7 separate regions of the Mus musculus genome follow, and regions 1, 3, 4, 5, 6 and 7 are each linked to region 2. Evidence: chromatin contacts called from public Hi-C, HiChIP or PLAC-seq, capture Hi-C and promoter capture Hi-C data. All regions are on one chromosome and are shown on one strand. Each heading gives the region's core, a stretch centred on a gene start, on an enhancer-like site or on the middle of the called end of the contact. The rest is flanking DNA. Distances are from core to core; before and after follow the strand shown. Region 1 holds the start of Snai1 (snail family zinc finger 1). Region 2 holds the start of Ptpn1 (protein tyrosine phosphatase, non-receptor type 1). Region 3 holds the start of Slc9a8 (solute carrier family 9 (sodium/hydrogen exchanger), member 8). Region 4 holds the start of Rnf114 (ring finger protein 114). Region 5 holds the start of Mocs3 (molybdenum cofactor synthesis 3). Region 6 holds the start of Ube2v1 (ubiquitin-conjugating enzyme E2 variant 1). Region 7 overlaps Gm11476 (a long non-coding RNA gene).

The links. Promoter capture Hi-C pulls out the DNA fragments that hold promoters and counts their contacts. A called contact is a pair of places that touch in the nucleus more often than the background predicts. HiChIP or PLAC-seq counts read pairs in DNA pulled down with a chosen protein or histone mark. Capture Hi-C pulls out chosen DNA fragments and counts their contacts.
Region 1: a contact with region 2 is called in a promoter capture Hi-C map of adipose tissue. The contact joins the promoter of Snai1 here to the promoter of Ptpn1 in region 2. A contact is called at or near these places in 9 of 39 promoter capture datasets (the SN4741 cell line, embryonic stem cells, hippocampal neurons and 5 more), 11 of 115 datasets of contacts at active chromatin or transcription factors (bone marrow-derived macrophages, cardiomyocytes, effector CD8 T cells and 8 more) and 3 of 9 other capture datasets (adipose tissue, liver and pancreatic islet).
Region 3: a contact with region 2 is called in a promoter capture Hi-C map of erythroid cells, with 7 times the contacts expected there. The contact joins the promoter of Slc9a8 here to the promoter of Ptpn1 in region 2. A contact is called at or near these places in 2 of 39 promoter capture datasets (erythroid cells and liver), 4 of 115 datasets of contacts at active chromatin or transcription factors (bone marrow-derived macrophages, effector CD8 T cells, extraembryonic endoderm stem cells and 1 more) and 2 of 9 other capture datasets (adipose tissue and pancreatic islet).
Region 4: an H3K27ac HiChIP or PLAC-seq map of trophoblast stem cells shows a contact between it and region 2, with 3 times the contacts expected there. The contact joins the promoter of Rnf114 here to the promoter of Ptpn1 in region 2. A contact is called at or near these places in 5 of 39 promoter capture datasets (hippocampal neurons, liver, neural stem cells and 1 more), 1 of 15 datasets of contacts at CTCF or cohesin (the NIH/3T3 cell line), 3 of 484 Hi-C or Micro-C datasets (B cells, CD8 T cells and bone marrow-derived macrophages), 24 of 115 datasets of contacts at active chromatin or transcription factors (the 230-238 cell line, the SCID.adh cell line, Th17 cells and 17 more) and 2 of 9 other capture datasets (adipose tissue and liver).
Region 5: a contact with region 2 is called in a Hi-C map of erythroblasts, with 4 times the contacts expected there. The contact joins the promoter of Mocs3 here to the promoter of Ptpn1 in region 2. A contact is called at or near these places in 1 of 39 promoter capture datasets (erythroid cells), 3 of 484 Hi-C or Micro-C datasets (CD8 T cells, embryonic stem cells and erythroblasts), 2 of 115 datasets of contacts at active chromatin or transcription factors (effector CD8 T cells and microglia) and 1 of 9 other capture datasets (adipose tissue).
Region 6: a contact with region 2 is called in a capture Hi-C map of macrophages, with 10 times the contacts expected there. The contact joins the promoter of Ube2v1 here to the promoter of Ptpn1 in region 2. A contact is called at or near these places in 11 of 39 promoter capture datasets (the 3T3-L1 cell line, the C10 cell line, the HPC-7 cell line and 8 more), 1 of 15 datasets of contacts at CTCF or cohesin (the NIH/3T3 cell line), 2 of 484 Hi-C or Micro-C datasets (B cells and bone marrow-derived macrophages), 32 of 115 datasets of contacts at active chromatin or transcription factors (the 230-238 cell line, the SCID.adh cell line, Th17 cells and 22 more) and 4 of 9 other capture datasets (adipose tissue, liver, macrophages and 1 more).
Region 7: a FOXA1 HiChIP or PLAC-seq map of pancreatic cancer cells shows a contact between it and region 2. The contact joins the enhancer-like site here to the promoter of Ptpn1 in region 2. A contact is called at or near these places in 5 of 115 datasets of contacts at active chromatin or transcription factors (acute myeloid leukemia, bone marrow-derived macrophages, pancreatic cancer cells and 1 more) and 1 of 9 other capture datasets (liver).

Annotation. Positions count from the first base shown.
Region 1 is chr2:167,536,389-167,539,898 of GRCm38.p6, reverse strand. It overlaps Snai1 (snail family zinc finger 1), which reads right to left and starts at 1,704. Exons shown (of 3, transcript NM_011427.3): 1 at 1,528-1,704; 2 at 701-1,228. The coding sequence starts at 1,609.
Region 2 is chr2:167,930,455-167,933,904 of GRCm38.p6, reverse strand. It overlaps Ptpn1 (protein tyrosine phosphatase, non-receptor type 1), which reads right to left and starts at 1,578. Exons shown (of 9, transcript NM_011201.3): 1 at 1,349-1,578. The coding sequence starts at 1,411.
Region 3 is chr2:167,420,047-167,423,619 of GRCm38.p6, reverse strand. Slc9a8 (solute carrier family 9 (sodium/hydrogen exchanger), member 8) reads right to left here and starts at 1,910. Exons shown (of 17, transcript NM_148929.3): 1 at 1,855-1,910. The coding sequence starts at 1,868.
Region 4 is chr2:167,501,332-167,504,995 of GRCm38.p6, reverse strand. It overlaps Rnf114 (ring finger protein 114), which reads right to left and starts at 1,553. Exons shown (of 6, transcript NM_001360930.1): 1 at 1,395-1,553. The coding sequence starts at 1,537.
Region 5 is chr2:168,228,635-168,231,902 of GRCm38.p6, reverse strand. It overlaps Mocs3 (molybdenum cofactor synthesis 3), which reads right to left and starts at 1,281. Exons shown (of 1, transcript NM_001160330.1): 1 at 1-1,281. The coding sequence starts at 1,268. It overlaps Dpm1 (dolichol-phosphate (beta-D) mannosyltransferase 1), which reads left to right and starts at 1,524. Exons shown (of 9, transcript NM_010072.4): 1 at 1,524-1,710. The coding sequence starts at 1,550. Gm20716 (predicted gene 20716) reads left to right here and starts at 1,524. Exons shown (of 12, transcript NR_132310.1): 1 at 1,524-1,710.
Region 6 is chr2:167,629,966-167,633,612 of GRCm38.p6, reverse strand. It overlaps Ube2v1 (ubiquitin-conjugating enzyme E2 variant 1), which reads left to right and starts at 1,608. Exons shown (of 4, transcript NM_023230.2): 1 at 1,608-1,673. The coding sequence starts at 1,652. Gm31852 (a long non-coding RNA gene) reads right to left here and starts at 1,139. Exons shown (of 3, transcript XR_375265.4): 1 at 780-1,139; 2 at 359-477.
Region 7 is chr2:167,573,715-167,577,376 of GRCm38.p6, reverse strand. The region is part of intron 2 of Gm11476 (a long non-coding RNA gene); the gene reads right to left. Gm31619 (a long non-coding RNA gene) reads left to right here. Exons shown (of 6, transcript XR_003954104.1): 3 at 107-2,004; 4 at 3,302-3,396. Among named protein-coding and RNA genes, the nearest start is that of Gm31619, 14 kb to the left of the region's middle. Within about 2 kb of position 2,371, at least 68 of the 459 cell types and tissues checked have an H3K27ac peak or open chromatin away from gene starts, as enhancers often do. A contact at or near this core is called in pancreatic cancer cells, where this site is marked.

The sequences.
Region 1 (3,510 bases), core at 455-2,954, 390 kb after region 2:
GCAGCCCAACCGGAACCCCCACCAAGCCTGGCTGAAGCCTTCCCTCACTTCTAGAAGCTTCCCACGTGGCCCAAGGCTGAGAGGACAGCAAAGTCATGTCTTTGTTTCTCTTCTTAAAAAAAAAAAAAAAAAAAAAAAAAAAAGATGTGTCTATTCTATTCTTGTCCTACATGGATTGGTATGTTGCCTGCATGTATGTCTGTATGAGGGTGTCAGGTCCTCTGGAACTGGACTCTTAACAGGCAGTTAGTTAAGTTGTGAACTACCATGTGTGCTGGGAATTGAACTCAGGACCTCTGGAAGAGTAGCCAGTGCTCTAACCACTGAGCCGTCTTCATAGTCACTGGGAAGTCATTTCTTAGTGGCACCTGCACCTAGCACTTCACTCTACAAAGACCCCACGAAGTGTTCTCTGATACATTTTAGAAACGAGGAAACTGGGGAAGTTCTCGACTCAGGATTCAAGGCCAGGTGCAGAATATCCTGTCTAGCAATATCCTGTCTGACTTCTACAGTGTGGGTTGAGCCCGGATAGGGAACACCTCTTCACTCCTAGCCTCGAACAGCAAGGTACAGAATGGAGAACAACCAACATCTACTTTGTCCACTGCTTGGCAGCCTTAGGAGTAAGTGTTGAGTCCCCCCAGGGTCTAAGGCCAAACAGCCCAGACTCAGAGCTCAGCTATGCACACTCACTCACCAGTGTGGGTGCGGACGTGGCCCTGAAGCAGCCAGGGCCTAGAGAAGGCCTTTCCACAGGTCGTGCAGACACAAGGCAGCGTGTGGCTTCGGATGTGCATCTTCAGAGCGCCCAGGCTGAGGTACTCCTTGTTACAATATTTGCAGTTGAAGATCTTCCGCGACTGGGGGTCCTTGGCCACCGAGAGCCTGGCCAGCTGCTTGGGAAGTTGGCCCAAGCCAGGGAAGGCGATGAAGGCCTCGGCCTCCAGGGAGGAGGCCGAGGTGGACGAGAAGGACGACGGCGCCGGCGAGGGCGGGCTGGGCGGCTGGGAGCTTTTGCCACTGTCCTCATCGGACAGCGAGGTCAGCTCTACGGCCTTGGGGCTCTCCCGCAGCGGGAGGGTGGCCCAGGCAACCGGCCGCACTTGGGGTACCAGGAGAGAGTCCCAGATGAGGGTGGGCAGCGAAGCGGCGGGGTTGAGGACCTCGGGCGGAGGGATGGCGGCCAGCAGGTGGGCCTGGTCGTAGGGCTGCTGGAAGGTGAACTCTGCGGGAAGAGAAGAGACAGCAGGGAGTCAGCTGAGCGGATTCTCGGGGCGCCAGGTGGGGGGGCTTCCCGCCCGCCCCTCCCCTCCCCCGCCCGGACTCCGCAAAGCTACCCCCGCCTTCGAGTCTTCAACTCCCGGAGCCTCCCCGTCCCGGGTCAAAGACACCCTCGGTGGATCCCAACTGCCAAGACCCGGAGCTCCAGATCCACCTGTCGCGCCCGCAGAGCCCGATTCTCACCTCCCCCCAGCACCCTTGGGATCCCCCCCAGCCGCCCGCGTCCCGCACCCCACCACGCACCCACACACGCGTCCTGCAGCTCGCTATAGTTGGGCTTCCGGCGGGGGTCGGACGGCTTCCTGACCAGGAAGGAGCGCGGCATGTTGGCCAGAGCGACCTAGGTAGTCGGGGTCACCGGGTCGCGCAAGGTCGGTAGTCAACTCCGCTCGCGAGGCCCGGCCGCACACTACGATCCCCTAGCAGCAGCAAATTCCTTTAAGTACCAGGGCTGGGGGCGTGACCGTACTGTTGGTCACGCCCCTTTGTCAAGGCTGAGCCAATGGCTGGCGGCGGCGCGGCCGGAGACTGAGACCGGAGCAGGTGCGCCTGGGCTGCTGGGGCTCCCGCCGCGTGGCGCTGAGATTCCGCTTGGGCTCCTCCCGGACCGGACCGCGCGGCTTCCGAGCTCCTCGGGCGACCCCTGGTGGCCGCGCCTGCCCCACGACGAGCGCGGTGCCCCGCAACATCCCCGAGCTGCTGACCTTTGGGCGCTGGGGAGCCAGAAAGTGCGATGATATGCACGCGCTTAGGGGTTCCTGGAACTGTCTACACAGCCCTGAACAAAACACTACCCAGGGATGCCCTACGCAAGGATGGCTTCCCGGCCGTGGGAGAGAGAGACAGACAGAATAAACAGAGGATTCGAATACTAAAGGGAGGTGTGATTTGATGAAAGGAGGTGGGGAGAGACAGCTGTGACTGTCAATGAACGGTCACCTGACAGGGGAGGGTGTCTATGACTTCCTAGAGGAAGTGAAGAAGCACCGAGGGGAAAGGCCCGGGGTAAGAATCAGTAACTTCTGCCTGTCCAACCTTTGAGAGCAGGTTCCAGGATGAGGTTGGTGTTGGGCAGACCCTGAGGGGTCCGATTTCCTGGCCTCGGGTCTTTGGAGGAGTTTGGACTTTGCCTTACAGGCACTGGGGAGTCACGGAAGGACTTTCAGCTGAGGACGGACGTGTTTAGAGTTGCATTGTGAAACACCAATAAGGGCAGGTGCGAGGCAGAGGTAGCAAGGACCAGGGCTAAGGCTCCCGACTTCCTGAAAATCGTGTTGGAACGTTCACAGGGAGGAAGGGTGGCCTCGGAAACCAAACCCACACCCCCATAGTATGGGGTTATAAACACCTATAAAGCAGAGGGTCTACGGAAACCTCTGGGGCACCAGCTAGCATCGAGTCTCTAGGCACTGGAGGTAACAACAGGGAATAGAATCAGACTCCCAGCACTGGGGGTGGGGGGTGGGGGAGTGGGAGGATGGTCAGACAACAGGCAACCATCGTGGAGAACACTGCCCTCTGGGTAGATTTAGTTCATCCATGAGTCTCCCTGAGTCCAGAGGGAGAGCACACAGCGCCCCACCACCACCCTCGTCCCAACGGACAAGTCAGCTGACTAGGTTTTGACTTTTCTCCATCCCCTATGATCAGAGAACAGGCTTTCCTACCACGGGGCCTTGCTTGGTACCTGCCTTCCTCCAGTCCTGTTTTCTCTTCCAGATCCACACCTGGCTAGGCTTCCTTTCATCCCTTTCATCCTTTGTTTCAGCAGCCCCCCACTCCACCCCCTCAGCCTCCCCCAAGCCTGCTTAGTAAGAAGGAAAGAGAAAGGCAAATGAAGCCCACAAGGGGAGGCCTGTTCACAACCTCACACCTGCCAGAGGCCTGAAAGTAAAACTTGGTCAAATGATGGATGCTGGCTGGCATGCCGCTTAGGAAAGGTGTGACTTAGCCCCTAACGGGTGACAGGTGACTCTCCACGCCCAGGAAGCTCCCTTCCTAGGCCGACTGCCACCTAGGGTTTTTCAGCCAAGCTTTTCCTCAAGAGTGTCTGAAAACACCTAAGCCCGCCCTGCCCTCACTGGCAGACACATCCTGATTCGCTTATCTAGGGCGGGGTTGTTGGCATCGAATTTTAACTGTCAAAAGGACTGGATGCCTCTAAAGAGCAACCAAAGCTAAGAACCCACGGCCAGCCTCAAACCCAGACCAAACAAAAGGACAGTC
Region 2 (3,450 bases), core at 329-2,828:
CGCTCGACTGACACAGATTACACTAGCTACAAATATCTGCCCCCCAAAAAAGCTGACGAGCACACCGAGGCCCAAGTAAAAAGAACCCTGTCAAAGAATCTGGAAACCAAGGCAACCCCCCAAAAAAGGTTTTGTCAGTCAAGAACACCAAACAACAGCCTGAGGGTGCCTACTTTCCTAAGTGAAGCTCAAAATAGATTTCAATTTCCAGCTGATGGGTCTCACCCGCTGTCTTTTGAACCTAGAAGCTGAAAGCAGAATAAACCGCCTGCTCTCTTTACCCGAGGAACAGGATCTATTTTGCACATGCTTATTTAAGATGCCTGGCGAGTATGGTTAATCCTCACAACCCCCGCACTGACATTTAATCGGAAGATTTGTTTTCTTTAGAGGACTTAGCTGCTTGCAAAGACATCTTTGCATTTTCAATTCACTGTTTCATACATGGCGGGGGGTGGGGGGGAGAACCCTACTTTCATAATACTTTTTTTTTTTTTAATGAACCACCAGAACCCCTCAAGTGGACCGGATCACAGAAAACAGAAACCATCTCAGCTCACGGTCAAAGGATAAAAGACAAAAGAAAGAGGCCATTTGGAGAGGGTCAGGCAGCTATAGGAATGGGTTCTGTGTCCCCCTAGTTAGTCGCCTAACCTCATGGCTTGTCACTCCTTGGTCTATTCAAAGAGCAAGTCTCCTTCCCTGTCGAGCCGCTAGCAGCCCTGCCGGTGATGCCCTAGACAAGGCAGCCCCTTTGCGTACAGTCACCCTCCACCAGAACAGGTCTTTCTCTTCTCAACACTTGTCACCAGATGCAATGATCAGTATTTGAATGTCTGTGTGACTATAGCCTCTCGGGGGGGGGGGGATAGGTTAGGTCTACGGTGGCGTTCAATACACACCAGCTCCAAAGCCTAGCACCGAAGAGACCCTCCAGCTCACGTCTAACAAATGAATGGACAGGAAGGAGTAAGGGGGCTGTCATCCCCGGGCCTCCACCACCGCACACCGAGGCCCGAGGAAGTGAAATGTGAGGGGGCGGGGGTGTCGGCGAGCCCACCCTCCTCCCCAGGAGACAAAGGAAGAGGGCCTGAGGTGGTCCAGTCCAGACAAGGAAGCGGCAGGGGTGTGGACCAGTGGGGACAAAGGGTGGCTGGGCCATGTTGGGGTCGGGTTTGCGGGGGGAGCTCGAAGATGACAGGGACCGCGGAGAGATAGAGGCGAGTGGGGGTGTCGCAGGGGCCGCGAACCCCAAGAGGGGTCTAGGGCGACGAGGATGCGCGACAGGAGTCCCCCGAGCCGGGAGGGTCGGGGAGACGGCGCGGCCTAGGGGCCCCCGGCTCCGCACCTGGTAAATAGCCGCCCAGTTCCCAGCCTTGTCGATCTCCTCGAACTCCTTCTCCATCTCCATGGCGGGACGGGTCGGCTGCCCGAGTTCCCACGGCCGTCCGCCGCGCTAGGCCGCGTCGCTCCGCGTCCCGAAGCCCGTCACCCGCCACCACCGCAGCCCCAAGCTCCCCAGCAGCGGCTTCTGCATGTCAAGCCGGCAGCCGGAAGTACGCACCCCCGCCTCACCGCGAGCTCCGCCCTCTGTACGGGAGGACCAGTCAGCTAGCGAAAAGGCGGCCGGCACTTCCGCGGGGGCGGAGCGGTAGGCGGGGCATCGCGGACGAGGCCCGAACCCGAGGAGCAGACTTGCTGCGCGCGCCGCGTGCGGCTTCCCGGGTTCCGCGCTCCGGAGGGCGCGCGCCCGTTGCCCAAGCGACCCCCGGCGGCGCGCCCACGGCGCGTGGGCCGAGGCGGGACTCGGGGAGTATCCTGAGTTCGAGCCTCAAGCCCGCCGGTTGAGTCAGGCGGCGAGGGCGTGGCCTCGAGCTGGGCGGTTGAGTGGGAGCGGCGTTTCCTGTCCCGGTCTGTTTTTCTTTTTTCTTTTTTTCCTTTTTGTCTTGGTTTTTCCAGACAGGGTTTCTGTGCGTAGCCCTGGACGTCCTCACATTCACTCTGTAGACCAAGACTGGCCTCGAACTCATAAATCCGGCTGCCTTTTTCCCGAGTTCTGGGATTAAAGGTGTGTGCCATCACTTCGGGCTCCGTTCTTTATTTTTAACTCAGGGTCACGATATTCCAGGCTGGCCTCTCACTTGCTGTCAGGCCAAGGATAACCTCTTATTTGCTGTCAGGCGAAGGATGATCCTCTCGCCTCCATCTCCCACGTCTTGGAATCACAGACATGCATTGCGGGGGATAAACCAGAGCTCCGTGCATGCTAGGACCTACTCCGGCCACATCCCAGCGAGCAGAGTGTTCGTTTTAGACAACGAATCACTCTATAGCCCGAGCTGGCCTGGAGTTCACTACGTAACCCAGGCCAGCCTCCAGCTCTGGATCTGCCTGCCTCAGTCTCCGGAGTTTTGGACAGGTGCTAACACCCAGCTGGCCACTCTGCTCTCATGAAACTTGGGAAAGTCCATAAGAGTTTTTACCCTGGCAGAATGAACGGATGGGACATGTGGTGCTAGTTTTCTGTCTTTCTCCAGTATCAAGAAAATCCTGACCAGATGTGGTGGCACTTGCCTTTAAACTCTCCAGGTAGAAGCAAGGGGTCTCTGAGTTCCAGGCCAGCCTGGTCTACATCGTTCCGGGACAGCCAGTTATACAGTGAGACCCCTTCTCAAAACAAAAAAACAACCAAAAGGGAAAAAATCTTCCTTGGGGTTTGTTGGTGACTCATAACCATCCTAACTCTAGTTTCAGGCCGTCTTCTGACCTTCAAGGGCACAGGGTATACATGTGATACCATACTACTGTACATACATGCATACAAAACCATCATACAAATAAATCTAAAAACATGTTTAAAAGAAAAAAAAAATCTTCCTCTCTGATGTCATCTGGGTGCAGATTCTGTGGTTTGTTCAGACTGCCCAGGGTGAGCACTGAATGTTGGTTCCGATGCTTGGGTTCCTTGAAGTATGTGTGAAGGATGGGATTGCCTTCCCTGGGGAAATGTAACTGGAACATGGAGTTGTAAACTTCCATTCTGGGATAGAAAGGGAGACATAGGTAGGAGCCGTGTCCTGTGCCCAGTGCCAGCTCCTGGTGTGACAGAGTGACTTCCAGTTTGCTCCAAGGGTACTGAGGTAGGCAAAAGGGCCCATGTTCATTTACTCTCCACAATCCCCCCTCACAGAGGCATTTTGATTCCCATCTTAGAGCTGCCAAGAGCAAAGCACACAGACAAAGCCCTTGTCCAAGGCAGCATTGCCAAGCAGGGTTAGCAGCTAAACATGTCTGTAATCCTAGCCCTTGAGAAGCTGAGGCAGGAGGATTGTGGAGAATTCGAGGTTAACTGTGTCTACACGGCAAATTCCTGGTACATAGTGAAACCCTGTCTCAAAAAGCCACAAAGAAAGCAGTCTTGCAAATGGGAAGGGAGGCTGGGTTCCAGGT
Region 3 (3,573 bases), core at 661-3,160, 510 kb after region 2:
GGGGCTAGCGAGCTCAAGGCCAGCCCAGGTCTCACTAACTTAGTGAGAGACCCTGTCTCAACTATAAAGTAAAAGGGGTGGGCACAGCGGCACATGCCTTAATCAATGCCAACAAGTTTTCGGCCTATCAAGGAAGCATTCCAGGCCAACCAGAACTGCACAGTGAAACCCTGTCTTATGTAAATGAGTAGAGCACCTGCCCGGCATGCAGCAGACTCTAGATCACCTGCAATCCCTTTCTCCCCACCCAAAACAACAGAAAACAAAGGCAGGCAGGTGTGGGTGTGGTGGTACATGTCTTTAACCCCAGTACTCAAAAAACAGAGGCAGATCTCTTTGAGCTGGAGGCCAGCAGAGCAAGTTCCAGGATAGTCAGATCTACACAGAGAAACCTTGTCTGGGGTTGGGGGGAGGAGGATGCTCTCTGCCCCTTGAACTTAACGAGGGTAGCAGGGTATGTTAATCCATGCCTGTAATCTCTGCACTTGGGAGACAGATGCAGGAAAGCTAAGAGTTCAAGACCAAGGTCACCCTGGCCTACATACTGATACTCAGTGAGGACCAGTTTTATGGGCTACATGAACCTGTCTCAAAAAGAAAAACACAAACAGACTTCTAGGGTGGAACTGGAGTCTCCCTACACCCCAGTTTCAGTATTATTTACTTTCCTAGTCTACAATCTCCTTGAATTTTGGGTGCAGTGTGTGTGTTTGACTAAACTAGGGATTGACCTCAGGAATGGTGGGCAAGATTCCAGCCTTTAACTGACCAAGTCAGCTGAATCTGCCCCGTTTTTCTCCCTAGAATGCCCTAACCTACCCTACCAAACCCTTCTGGAATCTCAAATGGCTCAAGTTTCCTGCTCTGGAACATCCCACTCTATGCAAGGCTTCCGCCTGTGCTCTTAAGGTTAGGTCTGTAAACTAATGTAGTAGTGATGGAATTGTGACCACTGAGCACTGCCTCATTCCAGGACCCCATAAACTGATCAAGCTTCAAGCCCACATCTCAAAGCATTTGGCTCTGTATTACCTCTTTTATCTTGTCCTGCTGAGACTATGTGAATGTCTGGGACAGTACAGCTACACAACAAGATCTAATGACTTTCGCTCCTCAGTGGCCGAAGAGCTACCTGAAATGCTCTTAGTTAAAGTTCGGTATCAATTAAGGGGTTCCTTGTTAATTTTCTGGGGCTCATTTCAAAGAGAGAATTTGTAACACACAACAGTGTCCTGCCAAGCATGAAGATGGACTCGGGCCTTTTTAACACGTCATCTTCCCCATCTCTCCTCTAAGATTTCAAGCTGCGGGTCACGAGACGTCTTTCTCCCACCTAGGGTGGGCTCCTCTTCCCTCATGCTACCCAATTTCCATCCAAGCATCTGGCAAGGTCCAAAAACACCCAGTCCACACAAAAGTCTCCCACTAAAGCCTCGTGGCGGCTCCCTGCGGGCGGCTCCTGACGCCCAGGGCCGAGAAAAACGGTCAACTAGCAGTCAATGAATCAAAGAAACCTGCTGGGGGCAGACAAGAACAATGAAGGTTGCTGATGGTTACGGGGGATGCCAGGGGCTGCTCGTGGCAACGGGAGAACTTCCTGGATCAGGAGGAGGAGAGCCAGGGAACCCTGAGATAACCGGAAACCGGGAGCAGGAAGGACGTTCGCGGCTTCCGCCAGGCCTGCGCGTGGTCAGCAATGTCGGACCTCCGGGAGGCCTCAGGGCCCATGTTCTCATCCCGCCCCCCGCCAACCCTGGCTAGGTGGGCCCGCGCCACTCCACCCGGGCGCTCCAGGCCCGCTGTCGCCCGCCGGCCCGGCCCTGCCGCCTCCGCTACCCGAAGCCGCGCACTCACTCCTCCTCCGCCATCTTCTCCCCTATCCTGCGAGCTTCCGAGACTACAGAGTTCGGCGCCGCAGGGCTAGCGGGGCCGGCGGCTGCTTCCGGTTTCCGCTGCGGGCAGGGGCGGGGCTTGGCCTCCCAGGGCGACCCTCTGCGCTGTCCTCTCTGTGGCCTGGGAGTGGGACGACCTCTGGGGCTTTCTGTGGGCTTTTTCCGGCCAGGCTGTGTGACGATCTGGCCTTGGGACATCCGGACTTTTTTTTTTTTTTTTTTTTCCGGTCCCCGGGCGGGAAAGATTTGGAGGAAACTTTTGAGATCTGGGTGACTCAGCTGTGAGCCAAGCCGTCCGCCCCGCGTGAGAATCCCAGGGCTCAGAATGGGGGAAAGTGGTTTCTCTGGGCGTCCGGGCCGGCTGTGCGGAGCGGAGGGAGTCCGCAGGCGCGTTCCGAGGCGGCCTCAGTTTCCCCTGCTGTGGGGAGAGTAGACAGAGGGTCTTTGAAACGCTAGACAGTGTACTTACTCCGATTATAAAAGTTGAGAGCTAGCAAGGCAGAGGTTGGACATTCCCCATTGGTTTATTGGTTGGTGTGGTAGATGTGAAAATGAGATCCAGGACAACTTGAGGGGTTTCATTCTCGCCTTCCTCCGTGTTGGTCCTCGGCATTGAACTCTGGTAATACGGGTTGGCGGCACCGCCTTTACTCATTGAACTATCCCAACAAATTTTTCTTAACCTTTGTGTGTGCGGGGGTGGGTGGGGTACATTAGGAGGTCCCAGGTTATCAGATGTCTTCCTTACTCACGCTCCACCTTAGTTATGAGACAGTGAACCTGAAACTAGGGACGCGACATAGTGGCTAGCCAACAACTCCCAGGGATCCTCCTTCTCAGTCTCCCTGTCCCTATGGTTACAGATGCCAACAGCTATCCCTGGCTTCTGTGTGGATGTTGGGAATACCAACTGAGGTCCTCGTGCTTGCGTAGCAAGCGCATTGCCCACTGGGCTTTCAACACCGAAGATAACTTGAACTGTCTAGTCTGTATTGCTTAAAACTGGCCTGGTACTGCTGAGGTCTTTATGGGACCTTCTGGGTGTTCTCCTTCAGGGCCCCTTCCACCCTAGGTAGTTCCCCCCCCCCCCCCCACTTAATAACGCTTAACAGATATGTCACTTTCCCAAAGAACGATCCTTCTGTCTCATCCTCTTGAGCAGTTGGGACTGGAGGGTGAGAGACACCCCTCCCCACCCCCATTCAGGCATCTGTCTACTTCTGTACAGGGGTGGAACCTAGGGCAACACATATGGCAGGCAGGTGGTCTTCCATTCAGCTAACATGCCCAAGTTCTCTGTAGAGACCTACTGTATGCTGAGATGTACCTTGTGGGGTTCAGACTATACAAAGGAACTAGGAAAGCCAGGTATAAGGCAAGATAAAATTAAACGAACAAGGGAAGCCTCACACATTAGCTGAGAACAAAAATTCCAGCACAATTAATGTGTGCCAAGAAGGCTGCCCACGTAAAAAAATTTTCATATATGGATATTAAAACTAAGACTGCTGAGATGATTCTGGGTAACAGCTCATGCCACCAGCCGAATGACCTTAGCTTAGTTTCTGTGACACACATGGTGAGAGAGAACTGACCCTTGCAAATTCTCCACACATGGATATGACATGCACACACACTGCTGGATTCTTTGTCAACTTGACAAAAGCTAGAATCATGGAGA
Region 4 (3,664 bases), core at 304-2,803, 430 kb after region 2:
ACACCATAGTTTGAACAGTCATTAGTATTTCCTTTAAAAAAATATGAATGTGTGTGCCGTTGAGGACAGCTGGAAATCTGGGGACAGTTTGTGGGAGTCAATTCTTTTACCATGTGGCTCCTCAGGAGCGAACTGAAGTCATCAGGTTTGGTGACAAGAGCCTTCAGCTTCTGAGCTATCTCACTGGCCACTACTTACCAAACAACCTCCTGAGCTGTAAACCCGAGGGCCAAATTGCCTTCTTTTGGTTTTTGTTTGTTTGTTTTTCGAGACAGGCTTTCTCTGTATAGCCCTGGCTGTCCTGGAACTCACTTTGTAGATCAGGCTGGCCTCGAACTCAGAAATCCTCCTGCCTCTGCCTCCCGACCGAGTGCTGGGATTAAAGGCCTGCAACACCACGCCCGGTTCCAAATTGCCTTCTTAACTCTATCCCAAAACAGCAAACAGAGGGCATGCAGACACTCCAGTTAACTGACTGGGAGGGAGTCTGGGTTCGGCTCACGGTGCCGAACACCGGCTTTTATCATCGGACAGAGAGGACATGGTACTCTCTTCTTGGGTCCCTACATGTTGCTCCGTGTAATGAGAAAGCTAGCAGAGTCGAGAGAGAAGTGAGGGAGGTCATCAGGACGGGAGGCCTGAAGTAGTGGCGGCGGGCGATCGGTAACGGCTACCTGTACCTGAACCCAAGCTGGCAGGAGCCCAGTGTCCCTGCAGGCATCCCTCCCACAGTGCTGGGAAGGCCCCGCCTCGCTCCTGGGGACGGTCTGGCAGGCGACGCTGGCCCGAATGAGCGACCCTTGACACTTGCACTTTGATTCACCCGGAAAAAGGCTGGCACTCACAGGACAGCGGCGGGAATGCCTGTGCGCCCAAAAAAGGGTGCTGGAGTTGGGGGGGGTCAGGAAGCCCGATTCCTGGGTGAGCGGCAGTGGGCGGGGCCGCGGAGGGACGTGGTCGAGCATCCTCAGGCTCTTCGGCTACGGTGTGTTTGAAATGTGCAAGAATGGGATTCAAATCCCGCTAAGCGGTCACAGGAGCCAGGGAAAGCCCAGGCCGCCCTCGCTCAACTCCTGAAGCGGCTGCGGCAGCCTGGCCCGCGACACCGGGCTTCACTCACGCCGAGGGAGGCGGCCTCCGCGAGCGAGCACCCCACACCCGGTCCGCGGGTACGGCCGAGCGTCCCGGCACTTCCCTCTTGTTCCAGCCTAGCCCGGGGCCCACTGTCCATACTTAGCCCGGCGGCCTCCCGCGCACTTCGGAGGCGCCGGCGGCGGCCCGGTGAGTCGCGACGCCGAGGCTCGAGGGGGCCCGCTGTGCTCCCTCGTCAGACGCCGCCGGCCGCCCGCCGCCTGCGCACCGCGACCCCTACCCGGCAGGCGCCCGCCACTCACACGTGTCCGCAGGGCACCTGCACCGGCTTCTCGAATACTTCCAGGCACACGGGACACGTAAAGCGGCTGAGGGGGTCCGTCTCGGACGCCGGCTTCGCCGACTGCGCGGCTCCATCTCGGGACTCCGGCTGCGCCGCCGCCATCTTGCCGCTGAGGAGCGTCGCGCTGAGAGAGAAAGAGCCGCCGAGGGGGGCTGGGGGCGGGGCCGCCGTCGTTTGCGCACGCGCTAGGGGCTGAGATGGGCGGAGTCCACAACGCCCCCTCGCCCCCTGGAGCTTTTGAAAGCTGCCGCCCACCAGGTGTGTAGATGGCGTCCCGGGGAGAGCCTAGAGGACGCAGCCACACTGAGCCCACACCTCTCACCCACAGGAACTCAGACCGTGAATGTGTATTGTTATTACAGTTGACCTTAGCTAGCTCACCAACTTGCCCAGTTGAGCTTTGAACTTTCCATCCTCCTGCCTCAGCCTACCAAGTAATTGGCTGTATAGTCTGCACCACCAGGTGTGGCCAGATGATTTGATCTGATTTCTCAGCGTCTTTCCTAACCGGAAAGGAGGAGGCAGGACTTCCTGCCTGCACAGCTAACGGGGTACAAGTGTATCTCACAAACTCCCGTGGCTTGTTAGGTCGATACCACCTCCGTGAACCTTTCCAGTTTTCTAGACATATTTATTGCCCTTTTCCTATGGCTTGTACGTGGCCTGGAAAAATAAAATAGGACAGAGGCTTGGACTGAAGGAGGTATAGTATAACAGGAAGTCACTGGACTGTGCGCGATCAGCCAGTACCTTGAAGACCAAGAGTTCCAGCAGGTGTTGGGTACTGGCAGTGATTGAGTCCAAGATCAACAAGGAGTTGATTATCTGGAAAGCACTGCGTCCAGGGCTGGGGTGTGGCCACCAAGGAAGAGGTCTCCTCTAGCATGGCACACGGGCTCCTGGGTTCCATCCCTAGCAGTGTATATGTCATATTTGGTAGTCCACACTCAGAATCCCCAGCACTTGAGAAATAAAGGCAGGAGGATCAGAAGTTCAGAACTATCTCGGGCAATATAGTGAGTTTGAGGCTAGCCTGGGATACGGGGTGGTATACTCACCTGTAGAAGTCAAAATGTTTTGAGCTTTGAGGTCAGCCTGGATTGCAAAAGAGACCCTTTCTCAAAAACCAAAGCAACAAACAAAATAGGTGCTTCTAAAAAGGTGCACTTCAGGGGCTGGAGTGATGGCTCGGCAGTCAGGAGCACTGGCTGCTCTCACAGAGGTCCTGAGTTCAATTCCCAGCAACTACATGGTGGCTCACAACCGTCTGCAATGGGATTCGATGCCCTCTTCTGGTGTGGCTGAAAACAGGCACTTTGTGTGTGTGTGTGTGTGTGTGTTGGGGGATTCGAGACAGGGTTTCTCTGGGTTCCTGGCTGTCCTGGAACTCACACTATAGACCAGGTTGGCCTTGAACTCAGAAATCCACCTGCCTCTGCCTCCCGAGTGCTGGGATTAAAGGCATGTGCCACCTCCACCCGGCAAGGTACTCCTTTATTAAGTAAATAAATCTTTTTTTTTTTTTTAAGTTGCACTTCAGTATGAGCCTGCAGGTCAGCATGCTGTGACTCTGGTTGTGTCAGGCTGTAGTTCAGTGTGCTTGCGGCCCTGGGTTTGACATCAGCTTTGGAGAACCTGGCTCGTGAAGACTCCAGAACCTACTGTGCTTTTACTGAGCCTGGCTTTTACTTAGCCTTTCCTTCCTTTCCCTTTTCCTTTTTCTTATTTTTTTTATTCATACATGTGTATATATGCACTTGTGTCTGCAGGTGCTTTCAGAGACCTGAAGAGGGTGTTGTATCACCTGGTGTTGGAATCACTGGCCATTTTGAGCCACCCTGTGAGAGTGCTGGGATCAGATGTTCCTGACTGCTGAGCCATCTCCCTAGCCTCTACTATGGTTTTCTTCCTGCCAAGGGATGCTGGTATGTTAACAAGACTCGGCAGGCATGTGGCTTTTCCTTGCTTGCTTCAAAGGGCAAAGATGATCGCTTTCTGCAAATGACCCTTTGAAGCCCTGTGCTTGAAGGCTATACGCTATACACACTAAAAGCCATGACCTCTGGGGACTGTTTTCGGAGCAATTAAACAGCACCCAGATGAGCTCAAGATCCAAGATCCAACCCCCTGAGCTGTGTCTCCTTGGAGGTGGGTTGGGGGGGGGGCAGATCCTCAGTAATGATGCCTCCTAGCCTGTGGCGGTGGCTACCTTTGGACTTTGAAGCACTA
Region 5 (3,268 bases), core at 32-2,531, 300 kb before region 2:
TTCACAGCTTTCTGGGAGTCGTTTCCCAGTTTGCAAATCACATACACCGGGAGAGCAACCCCTTCCTGCGACTCCTGCTTCCCTTTCCGGAGGGCAGCCCCTAAGAGTTTCAGGCTGTCCGCATCCCTGCGTTCCAACTGACTCAAAGGGATGTGGAGAGAGTGCGGCAGGCGACAGATGTCCACCTCTACTTGAGGCCGGACGTCCAGCAACACATGGGGCGCCCCGGAATCCAGAAGCCGCTTGTAGTCGGTCACAGAAATCCGCTCCTCGGGGCACAGCAGCTTCAGGGCGCGGCACTTGTCGGTGGCCGAGGAGCCGCAGAAGGCCTCGTAGTCCTGCAGGCGGGTCACGGTGGGCTGCTGCCCGCACACGACGCAGTCAGGCCGGCGGCGCCGCAGCCGGATCCGGCGGAAGTGGCCCCCGAGGCCGTCGAAGAGCAGCATGCTGCCGCTGTAGGAGGAGCCGAGGCCGGCGGCGATCTTGAGCACCTCGAGGGCCTGCGCGCAGCCTAGCACGCCGGGCACCGCTCCGAGCACGCCGCCGTCTGCACAGTTGGTCACTGTCTCCGGCGGGGGCGGCCGCGGGAACACGCAGCGGTAGCACGGCCCGCCGTCGTGGTGGTAGACGGTCATCTGGCCCTCGAAGCGCAGCGCGCTGGCCGACACTAGCGGCCGGCCGGCCAGCACGCACGCGTCGTTCACCAGGTAGCGCGTGGGCACGTTGTCGCAGCAGTCTGCCACCACGTCGTAGCCGCGGACCAGGTCGAGCGCCCAGTCCTCGGCGAGCGCGCGCGGGTACGCCACGCACTCCACCGCCGAGTTGAGACGGCGCAGCGCCGCGGCCGCCGAGCGAGCCTTGCTCTCGCCGGCCTGCGCCTCCCCGTGCAGGACCTGGCGGGCCAGGTTGCTCGTCTCCACCACGTCGTGGTCCACCAGCCCCAGCCTGCCTACGCCGGCCGCCGCCAGGTACTGCGCCAGCGGGCAGCCCAGCCCGCCGCAGCCCACCACGAGCACCGCCGCCGCCGCCAGGCGCAGCTGCCCGCGCACGCCCAGCTCCGGCAGCAGTAGCTGGCGGCTGTAGCGGAGGATCTCGTCCCGCGACAGCGCGGCCCGGGGCGCCAGCGGCGGCGGCGGGACCCGGAGCGGACGCTCGGGCTCCGGCTCGGCTGTCAGGGCCGCGGCCAGCCTCCGCTTGAGCGAAGCTAGCTCTTCCTCCCGCCGGGTGATTTCAGCCTGTAAGGCAGCTACGTCCTCCGGGGCAGCCATGACAGCCTCTTCCGGAAAGAGCCGGGAAGGGACTTCCGTTTCCGGTTGCCTGTCTCTTAGCGACTGGAAAACGAAGACGCTTCCTGGCCCTTGAAAGTGAAACGAATGGGTTTTTATCCGGGGAAGCCGTCACGATTGGCTTGAAACGGTCACCATATCTGGAAGTTTCCCGGGGACCACACTGGGACGTCGGAGCGCCGAGCCTCCCCCATGCTCCGAGATTTGGTACGGCCCGTGTCGGATGACGTAAGTCCGCTTCCGGCGCCTCTCGCAGAGCCGTCATGGCTTCCACGGGGGCGAGTCGCAGTCTTGCTGCGTCTCCGCGGCCGCCGCAGGGCCGCTCCTCGCGACAGGACAAGTACTCGGTGCTGTTGCCCACCTACAACGAACGGGAGAACCTGCCGCTCATCGTGTGGCTGCTGGTGAAGAGCTTCTCCGAGAGGTAGAAGGGGCTTCTCGCGCGGGGGCCGGGAGCCGGCCGCGGGCTGCAGGTCGGCGGTTGGCTGCGCGAGGAGACCCCCGGAGGCCCGGTCTCCGCTCCCTCCCGAGCCTGCTCGCGGCTTTCCCCAGCGGGGAGAACCGAGGAGCACAGCCCCGCGTCTTTCTCCTTCCTGCTCAGGTCTCTAGCGAGTCCGGTGTCTATCTGTTGACAGATCGCGCTGGCCTGCGTCCCCGGCCTGTTCTCTCTAAAGGGCTAACTTAACTTCTTTTTGACTTCGGGGCGAGGAGGTATGACCTCATACCTCTGGGCGGTCAGGATCCGCCGCCGGAGCCGGGAGTCCCGAGCCAGCGTTCTCCCCATCGCCTTGGGGCCGAGCGCTTACGTAAGCTTGTTGTTTGCGCTGTCAGAGAACTGCTGATGAGCTGGCAGGGAGCGAGCATCTTCGCCGAGTTTGATTAGGAACCCGGGCTTATTTGTGTGTTGTTTTGAAAAACACGGGGCCTTTCGCTTTGTTAGGCAGAGCCCTAGCTCTTAGGAACAAGAATTTTGATAGTGAAAGTGTTACGCATTTAAGAAAAAAAAAAAAAGGTCTCCGAACTAAACAGTAAATAAAATGCCTCCTGATGGCAGTGGCAGGACGGAGTCAGTACTTTACGGCCAGATGAGTGTCATGCTGTGATGATCATGGGCGATCTTTTACTGTCAACCTACAGAACGGGATTTTGCAGGAGTAGGATGGCGTAGCAGTGCGCTGTTTTAGACAGTGCGTCAGAAGAACACAGATTGTTTCCAGAGCTTTTTGTTTGTTGGTTGGCTTTTGCTTCTCAAACGACAATGAGGACGCTGTGCCCATATTTTCTAATAGCAAGAAAAAAATACTTGATCCCAAGCTATGCACTACAAGGGATACGTTTGCAAACGAGTTGTACCAAGTCCGAGGGCAGCTAGGGCTATATTAGCAGCCTCTGTCTCAGAAAAACAAAATACTTGGTACATAGTTCCTCTTTCTAGAAAGCACAACCTTACCGTACTGATTTGTAAAAGCCTTAGTCTGCATGGTTTGATTGGTTGAGGCAAGGTCAAAACTATGTAGCCCTGACTGGCCTGGAATTCAGATGCTGGTCTCTGCCTTCCAGGTGCTGAGATTAAAGGCGTGCACCACCACCACCACCACCCGGTTTAGGATTGCTGTTTTGGTTGCATCTGAATAAAAATCAGTTTCTATATGGTGGCCCTGTGATGTGTGGTGCGAGCATCCTTTTTCTTTATGTTTTATTTTTATTTTTTTAAGATTTATTTATTTTGTGTGAGCACACTGTAGTTCTCTTCAGACACACCAGAAGAGGACACCAGATCCCATTACAAATGGCTGTGAGCCACCATGTGGTTGCTGGGAATTGAACGCAGGACCTCTAGAAGAGCAGTTAGTGCTCTGAGCCATCTCTCCAGCCCAGGTTTTATCTTTAAATTGGCTCTGCCAGATTTTTCCAGATGTTTTAATGAGCTCTAGTTTTATATGCTAGTGTCTCTGCTCTGTTTAATTTATGAGTCCAACACC
Region 6 (3,647 bases), core at 359-2,858, 300 kb after region 2:
GGCAAGCTATATGGCAAGCAGCTGGAACTCCTGGCATCTCAAGAGCCTCCAGAGACGATTACAATAGGAGAGCCCAAAGGCTCTGAGGACAGGGAGACCATGTGAGGTTCCAGCAGCCTCGAGAAGAGGCAGAGACACGCTAGAGAGGCCCTGCATGTGTCATAAGGTCAAGGCTAGAGTGAGGCTGTCGTAGTATTGTGGACTCAAACCTGCAGACACTTCGGCAAGCAGGTACAATATTGGGAAACAGGGAAAGCCTTCATAAATACAAGGCCACAGACACGTCACGGCCCCCAGCATAGCCCCAGCCCCGGGAGCAGAGCCTCAGTGTATTGTGCACTCACCCTTCCCAGTTTACCTAGAGACCTGGTTCCCTCTGTTCTGTGGGACAGACTCCTAGGCTGGTGTGCATCTTCTGCAGGACGGTAGTTCTGAGCTTACCACGTACTTCCTCAAGAGGAAATGCAGTGGAGCTACCTAGAATACACCAAACAGATGACAAATGGAATGTTCCAGGAATGTCTCCAGCTTCCTTGCCCCTCTGCTGTCCCTCTTAGCAGTATAATCTGCAGCCTATCTGGCTACTTCATCCTCGATTTCCAAGTCCCCTTAAGGGTTTCACATCAAAGGTGGCTTTGTGATGGGTTTACTCTATATGCAGACAAGTGTCTTCAGACCTTTGCAGGAGGCCTTTTCTGATTCTTCCTGGTGCCCTTTATAGGTTTGTCCCCTATCTTATCATAGGTAAAATGTATATTTATCTATTTATATTGGCTTACTTGTTCTCTGTCCAACTAGAATGTAGCAATTGAGAAGAGAATCTCATTTCGTGGAGACATTGCCATGTCCGGCACCAAGCACAGTTCTCCCACATAATTCCATCTCTAAGAAGAACTCTAAAACACAAGCCTGCAACCCCAGCATGAGGCAGAAGCCGAAGAATCAGACAGCCAAGGTCATCCTCTGTATAGTGGGCTCTTGGACAGCTGAGTTGAGAGCATGTCTCGAACAAAACCCCTAAACAAACAAACAAACAAACAAACAAGCAGAATGCATGTCTCAAGGTTGGTGGTTCTCAAGCCCCTAGCTGCACCTTGTCCCTACATGCTTCAGGCCCCAGAACAGCAACAGTGCCGGAAACAAGATTGTACTGGCCCACAATTTGACGCATTCAGGCCTTTCGGTGTTATTTTTCTCCATATACCCCATAACAAAGATCATCTGGCTTGGGGTCAAATTCTGACTCAGCTACTTAGCAGTTGAGTTGAACTTCATCTCTCGCGGTTTCATTTTCGCTACGTGGTGAGGACACAGGGGGACGGAAACAGCCTGGGAACAGGCGCGGGGCTCCACAGCCCTTCCCCCCCATTCTATTCTCCCGGAAGCGCACGGTCACCCCGGGGCCCTCGAGCCGAGCACCTGCACGCCTCCCCCGCGCTCGGGCTGGGCGGGGCTTGCAGGTTGCCCCGCCCTCATGCTCGCTCACTGAAGACTCGGGCAAAGCCCTTCCCGCCCGGCTCCTGCGACCCCGAGCGGGCGTCAGCGGCACCGTTTGCGGCTGCGCCTACACCTGCGCCTGCGCACTAGCGCCCGGAGAAAAACTCAAGGGGGGGTGAAGAAGGGGCCGGCCTTCGAGCGACAGCGACGCAAGATGGCAGCCACCACAGGCTCGGGTGAGCGGGGGCGCCGGGCGTGCTGGCGGACGGGGCGCGGGCTCCCTGGGCTTGGTCCCGGTCTAGCGGAGGCCATGGTGGCCGGGACAGGGCTCCGCGCTGTCCCTGCGGCTGCGTTTGGCTGCTCGGCCGGGCCTGGGACCATCAGGCGGCGGCCGGAAGCCCGGGCGGGGGCAGCCGGGCCGTGGGCGGTGCGGCCAAGCCGGAGGCTCGGGCGCCTCCGGGGGGCGGGGGGTGGGGGAGAGGCCGGCAGAGGGGCCGAGTGTGCTCGGGAATGCCCGGGCGAGGTCCCGCTGGGAGCTGGCCCGGGCGACTGGGAGCCGGGAATGCCCGGCGGGGGTACGCGGGCGCAACCCTAGGGAACACGCACGGAGCCTCGCGGGCCGCAGGCGAGGCCGCCGGGGCCCCGCGTCAATTTAGGGTCGGGGCTGCTCTCATCGTGGTGGTCGCTTCCCAGGGAAATCCGGGCACCTGCACGGGCTGAGCCCGGGCGTTCTGCCGTGGGAGCAGGCCTGGGTTGCAGAGACCAGGGATAGGTTTCAGAAGGCGCGCTGGGAGCCGAGCGCCGCGTTGGATGGGCACGAGCAGGTGCCTAGGAAGCCCTGGTGTGTGTGTCGGGGGGTGGGGTGGGGTCTGTTGGGGCGTGTCGCCATTGGGAAGGCTCCTGCAGTGGGGAGAATGGGATGGGGTGCAGTCCCGCAGATGCTGCTTTTAGAGAAGAAAAACCTCTTCCTGCGGGGAGCGGATGGAGGAAGTGCCTGTCACTCCTAATCCTTCTGCGAATTGGGGGAAAATATGTGGGTTCAACTCAGAAACTCTCCATTATCTGGATGGGTAGGAGAGGAGCAGTGAAATGAGAGCCCTTGGATCAAATGGAAGGGATAGCAAGAGGGTAAAGGGGATGCTCTTAGGGGAGAAGCTCTTGTCGGTCTCTGATGGGCTAAGAAGAGAAGGCCAGATGGGGAGACCCGAAGGGTCTGCTGCCTTAGAACCGGCAACCTGTACTTGATTATGAGCCATGGACTCTGGCAGGCTAGAGAAGGTGGAGTGGGTTTGGTGAAGGAGATCCCCCGGGGTCTGGGAAGGCATGGGAGTCTGCTTTTCCAATGAAGGATTCAGGAGAGAGTGGGTGCTCCCTTCTGGTGTGGGGCTATATCCTCGGGAGTCTGTTGGTGGAGGTGAGCAAGGGGTAAGGACAGGCCACCAGCCTAGGCACTGGTGTTTTGGGGCTGTGAGGCCACCAGAGGAGATGTTGTGGGGTGGGAAGCAGAGAGGTGCTGCCTGCAGTGACCCACCACACAGTGCCTGGTGTGTCCTGGAGAAGACTGCGGAGCCAAGTCAGTCCATTTCCTGACAAACACATGGCGGTGGGCACTTGGGAAGACCCAGTCTGCCACAGGCTGTACTGGGGTGGGATGCAGGGTATCTCGCAGAGAGGTGCCAGGCAGCCAGTACTGGGGTGGCCCTACCAGTCAGCACTGCTTGTCCTTGCTTTAGGACATCTCAGGATCCGGTTTGACAGCCACTTCTAACTTCTGAGGCCCTGCCCGTGCCTCAGGAGTGCAGATAGAAACAGCAGCTCAGCAGCAGCTGCTGTGTACAGAATCCAGAAGAGTTTGGGCTGGGTGAGGCTCAGTGCTAGAGTGATCTGACCAGCAAGTCGGAGGCCCTGGATTCCATCCCTAGCTCCATGAAAAGAAGGAAGCGCACATAGCACAGCTTAGATAGCATAGGAAGGCTTTAGGGAACCCAGAAACAGGCGTTCCTCAGCGCCTGTCTAGTCCACAGATGGTTCCTGGGGCCTCTTGTGTCCTGTTACTAGTAGCAGACAAGGTAGACAGAGCACTGTCTTTAGGTTTCATTCAAACCAGACAGAAGGCCATTCAGGATGGAAATAAAGTGACTCCAAAAAGCAGGAAGTGCTCTGAAGAAAATTGTGTGCTGTGATGAGCGAGTCTGATGAGGAGGGGGCAG
Region 7 (3,662 bases), core at 1,122-3,621, 360 kb after region 2:
CACATTCCAGCCCCAGGGCCTTTGCACTTGCTGTTTTTGTTGGCTGGAAGCTTTTCCTGTCCCTCGGGTGTCTACAGGGCTCCCTCCTCCTCCCCACTCCCTTCAGGATTCTGCTCAATGGTCGACTTGAGCCCCTTTCACTCACCATGAGAGGCACCTGCCCCTCCTCCTTCAATTCTCACCACTCTGTACGAGGTAAGAACATTCTCTTTGGCTTCCAGGCTGTCACCAGGACTTGTATGCCTTTAAAGCTGTAGTCGTGCCTTCACCTGCAGCTGGGTGGAGTGACAGCCAGGTGGGGAGGACACACACCTTTAATCCCAGTGCTTGGAAGGCAGCGAGAATGAATTGTATGAGTTTGAGGCTAACCTGGGCTACAGTATCAAGTTCTAGGACAGTGAAGGCTACAATGGAGAAACCCTGTCTCAAAAACAAAAACCTAAAAACAGAAGTGAAAAAGTTTGAGAATACCTGGTCTGCAAGAGATACTTTATCTAAAAAACAAAAACAAAACAACAACAACAAAACCCAAAAGAGTAAATGATGATGATGATGATGATGATGATAATAACTACTTGGTAAAGCCAGGTGGGGTGGCCCAGCACCTGAGAGGCAGAAAAAGATGAATTTCTCTGAATTCCTGGTCAGCTAGGGCTACATAAAGAGATCCTATCTAAAAAACAAACAAAAACAAACTCTAGTCTGTGGAACATAGTAGATGCTCAATAAAATTTTTTCAATTAAGTAGGACAACAGAGTAGAAAACAATGGAAGATGCTAGAACAGACCAGAGACCACAGTGAAAGAGGAAAACACGGTGGGTGGATGTGACACACTGTGAGGGTCCAAGCACTTCACCACTTCTGTCAGGACCTTCCCAGTGCTACCTCAGCCCAGGAGGGTATCACAAGGCTGGTGGCAAGCCTGGGGGTCTTCTCTGGACTTTTCCCTGCAGGCTGCCTGCCCTGAGTCCAGGGCTCTTCTGCCCTTTCTGCCCAGCTCTCGTCTCCCTGGCAGGTCAGAGGTGGTTTCCGGTCTGGACGTGAAGAGGCAGTGATTGTCTCCGATGAGGGCAAGTCCTGGTGAGTCACTGGCTGAGCGCTGACCAGTATTCCATAGGCATCATGGGGGGGTGGGGGGGATATCCATCACAGGAGACAGATCATATGTCTCTGTGTGTATCTGTGTACATGACTGTGCGTGTGTGTCTGTGTGTGTCTCTGTGTCTGTGTCTGTGTGTCTCCGTGTCTGTGTGTGTCTCCGTGTCTGTGTCTGTGTGTGTCTCCGTGACTGTGTCTGTGTGTGTCTCTGTGTCTGTGTGTGTCTGCATCTGTGTGTCTCTAGGAGTGTCTGTGTCTGCATCTGTGAGAGACAGACCCCCTGCGCTTGGCCCTGACCATCCTTGGAGGCTGAGAAAGATGGAAGCCCCATCTGCCTTCAGGTCTGGGCACCATGGTGTATCGTCCCCCGAGTCTAAGGAAATCTAACCAGGTCTTAATACCTCCAAGGCCCCTCTACTCAGGACCCCCAGGGCTCCCTGACCTGTCAGATCAAGACTCAAATCCGGCTCAATCCACCTGCACCATTGCTGACCTCATTGCCTCCCCCCACCCCCAGCTCCAGACATACTGGCTTCAGCTGCCCCCATATCATGCCAGCTGTAATCCTGCCCCAGGACCTTTGCACTGGTCACCCACGCTGCCGTCATTTTCTCTGCTGACCCTGTCACGGTCAGCCTGCTCTAAAGCATCAGCTCCGGGGAGCAGGTGGGCAGTCCACTCTGTTCTCTCTATCCTGCGTGTCCAGGGCAGAGCCTGACCACTGTGCATTCTCAGAACCATCCAGGCAGACTAATGAGAAGCTAGAGAAGCTGGAAGCAAATGAACGGACTAGGAAGGTTACACTTTAAAAGCCAGGTGATGAGGACACAGGACACGGCTCTGCGACAACAGTAAGCCAGCCCCTTCAGGATGGTCCAGAGACTACAGGTGGAAAGGGACTGAGGTACGGAACCCATTCAATAAACTCCAGAAACAGAAACGCGTGAAGCACAATGGTGTGTGTGGCTGATGGGAAGGGAGACGCTGGGAGATGGGAGGATTGAGGGAGCTGGAACCTGGGGGTACCAGACCCCACTCTAGTACCACAGGGCCCCCTTTTCTATCTGGCTGGTGGCTTTGTATCTGTCCTGTACAACAAGGGCTAAGCCAGAGATCTCAGCTCCCCACAGCCTCCCCTCCCTGGCTCCACCCTGGCTCCTCAATTTCCCGCCTGGTTTGGCAACAACGGGGAAACAGTGACTCAGGAGTCTGGCCTCAGGTTCTGCAGCCATGTCCTGGCGGCTGGGCTCCTGCCAGCCTCGGCCTGATGTGTGGCCTCCAGCCCAGCATCCATGCAACGTGGCCAGGGGCTCTCCCCTTCCCACAGCAGTAGGTTAACAGGATGACTCACGGCCCCGCCTACTCATGACCATTTACCACGGATGTGCCAGGCTGGCCTCACTTTCCAGGGCTGGATGCTGGGGATGCTTGTCACGCAGCAGAACTGGTGCTGTTGTTGACTGTAGCACTTGCCAGGCAAGTCCTAAGCTGCGGGCTGGGGGAGGCTGAGCCTTCACAGGGGAATCAGGACATGTGAATGAATGTTTGGGTGACCCTAGGCAGGAGGGACCCCAGGTTGCAGCCCCAGAGCCCTGAGATATCCAAGCACACCCAGAAAACCATGGTTAACAGCTAGGACAAAGTCTCCTCATATCAGCAAGGCTCCATGGGGGTGTGGGCTGCAGAGATGCTCATTAAGTAAAATTCTTGTCATGCAAGACTGGGTTTGGTCACTGAAACACTCAGCAGAAGGAGAGAACCGACCCCTGAAGCTTGTCCTCTGACCTTCAATACACACAGATGCACCAGTAACAACAACAACGACGACCAGAACCACAACAACAACACCTAATGGTGTGGCATCATTTTTGTTCTGAGCCACATTCAGTTGCTTCTTAGCTGTGCACATCTTGGCAAGTGTCTCTACCTCTCTGGGCACCACTTCCAGGTTGCTTTGTACTTGCCTGGCACATAAAAGATGCTCAGAGCCATCCCTGTGGTCCTCCCTGAGCCCTAGATATGCCAGGCCTCAACCATGTACTAGGCTTGGGGACTCCACCCAGTACCCACACTGTGCCTTGCCTGTGGAACATCAGTGGTCATGCTGTCCCTCCCATAGTTCCAACATGGGAGTCCACTTGTGATGAGGTCACAGTTAGTATTTCTGACTGAAGCACACGGTGGTTCTGGGGACCTTGCAGGCTTTCAATGACCGGGGAGTCCAGATGGTTTGAGAAAACCATCACCTGCTTCAGATCCAGAACCTTCAGCTGCAGCTGGGTATGGAATTTCTAAGGTGAGCATCACTTCCTCCCATGGGGCAGCCCATTCCTCCCAGCCCATGGCCTGTACCCGCCCATCTTAGACTCGGATGGAGAGATTCCAGAGGCGACAGACTCTTCTCTGTCCCCAGCTCCATCCAAACCAAGAGCATTGGGTTGGGGGACGCTCTTCCTCCTGTGTCACCGAGGAGTCTGCTAAGCAGACTCCTCGGTGACACCTGTAGTCCTAGCGCTCAGGAGGATGGAAAGTTCAAGGCTGGACTGGACAGCCTTGAACTCA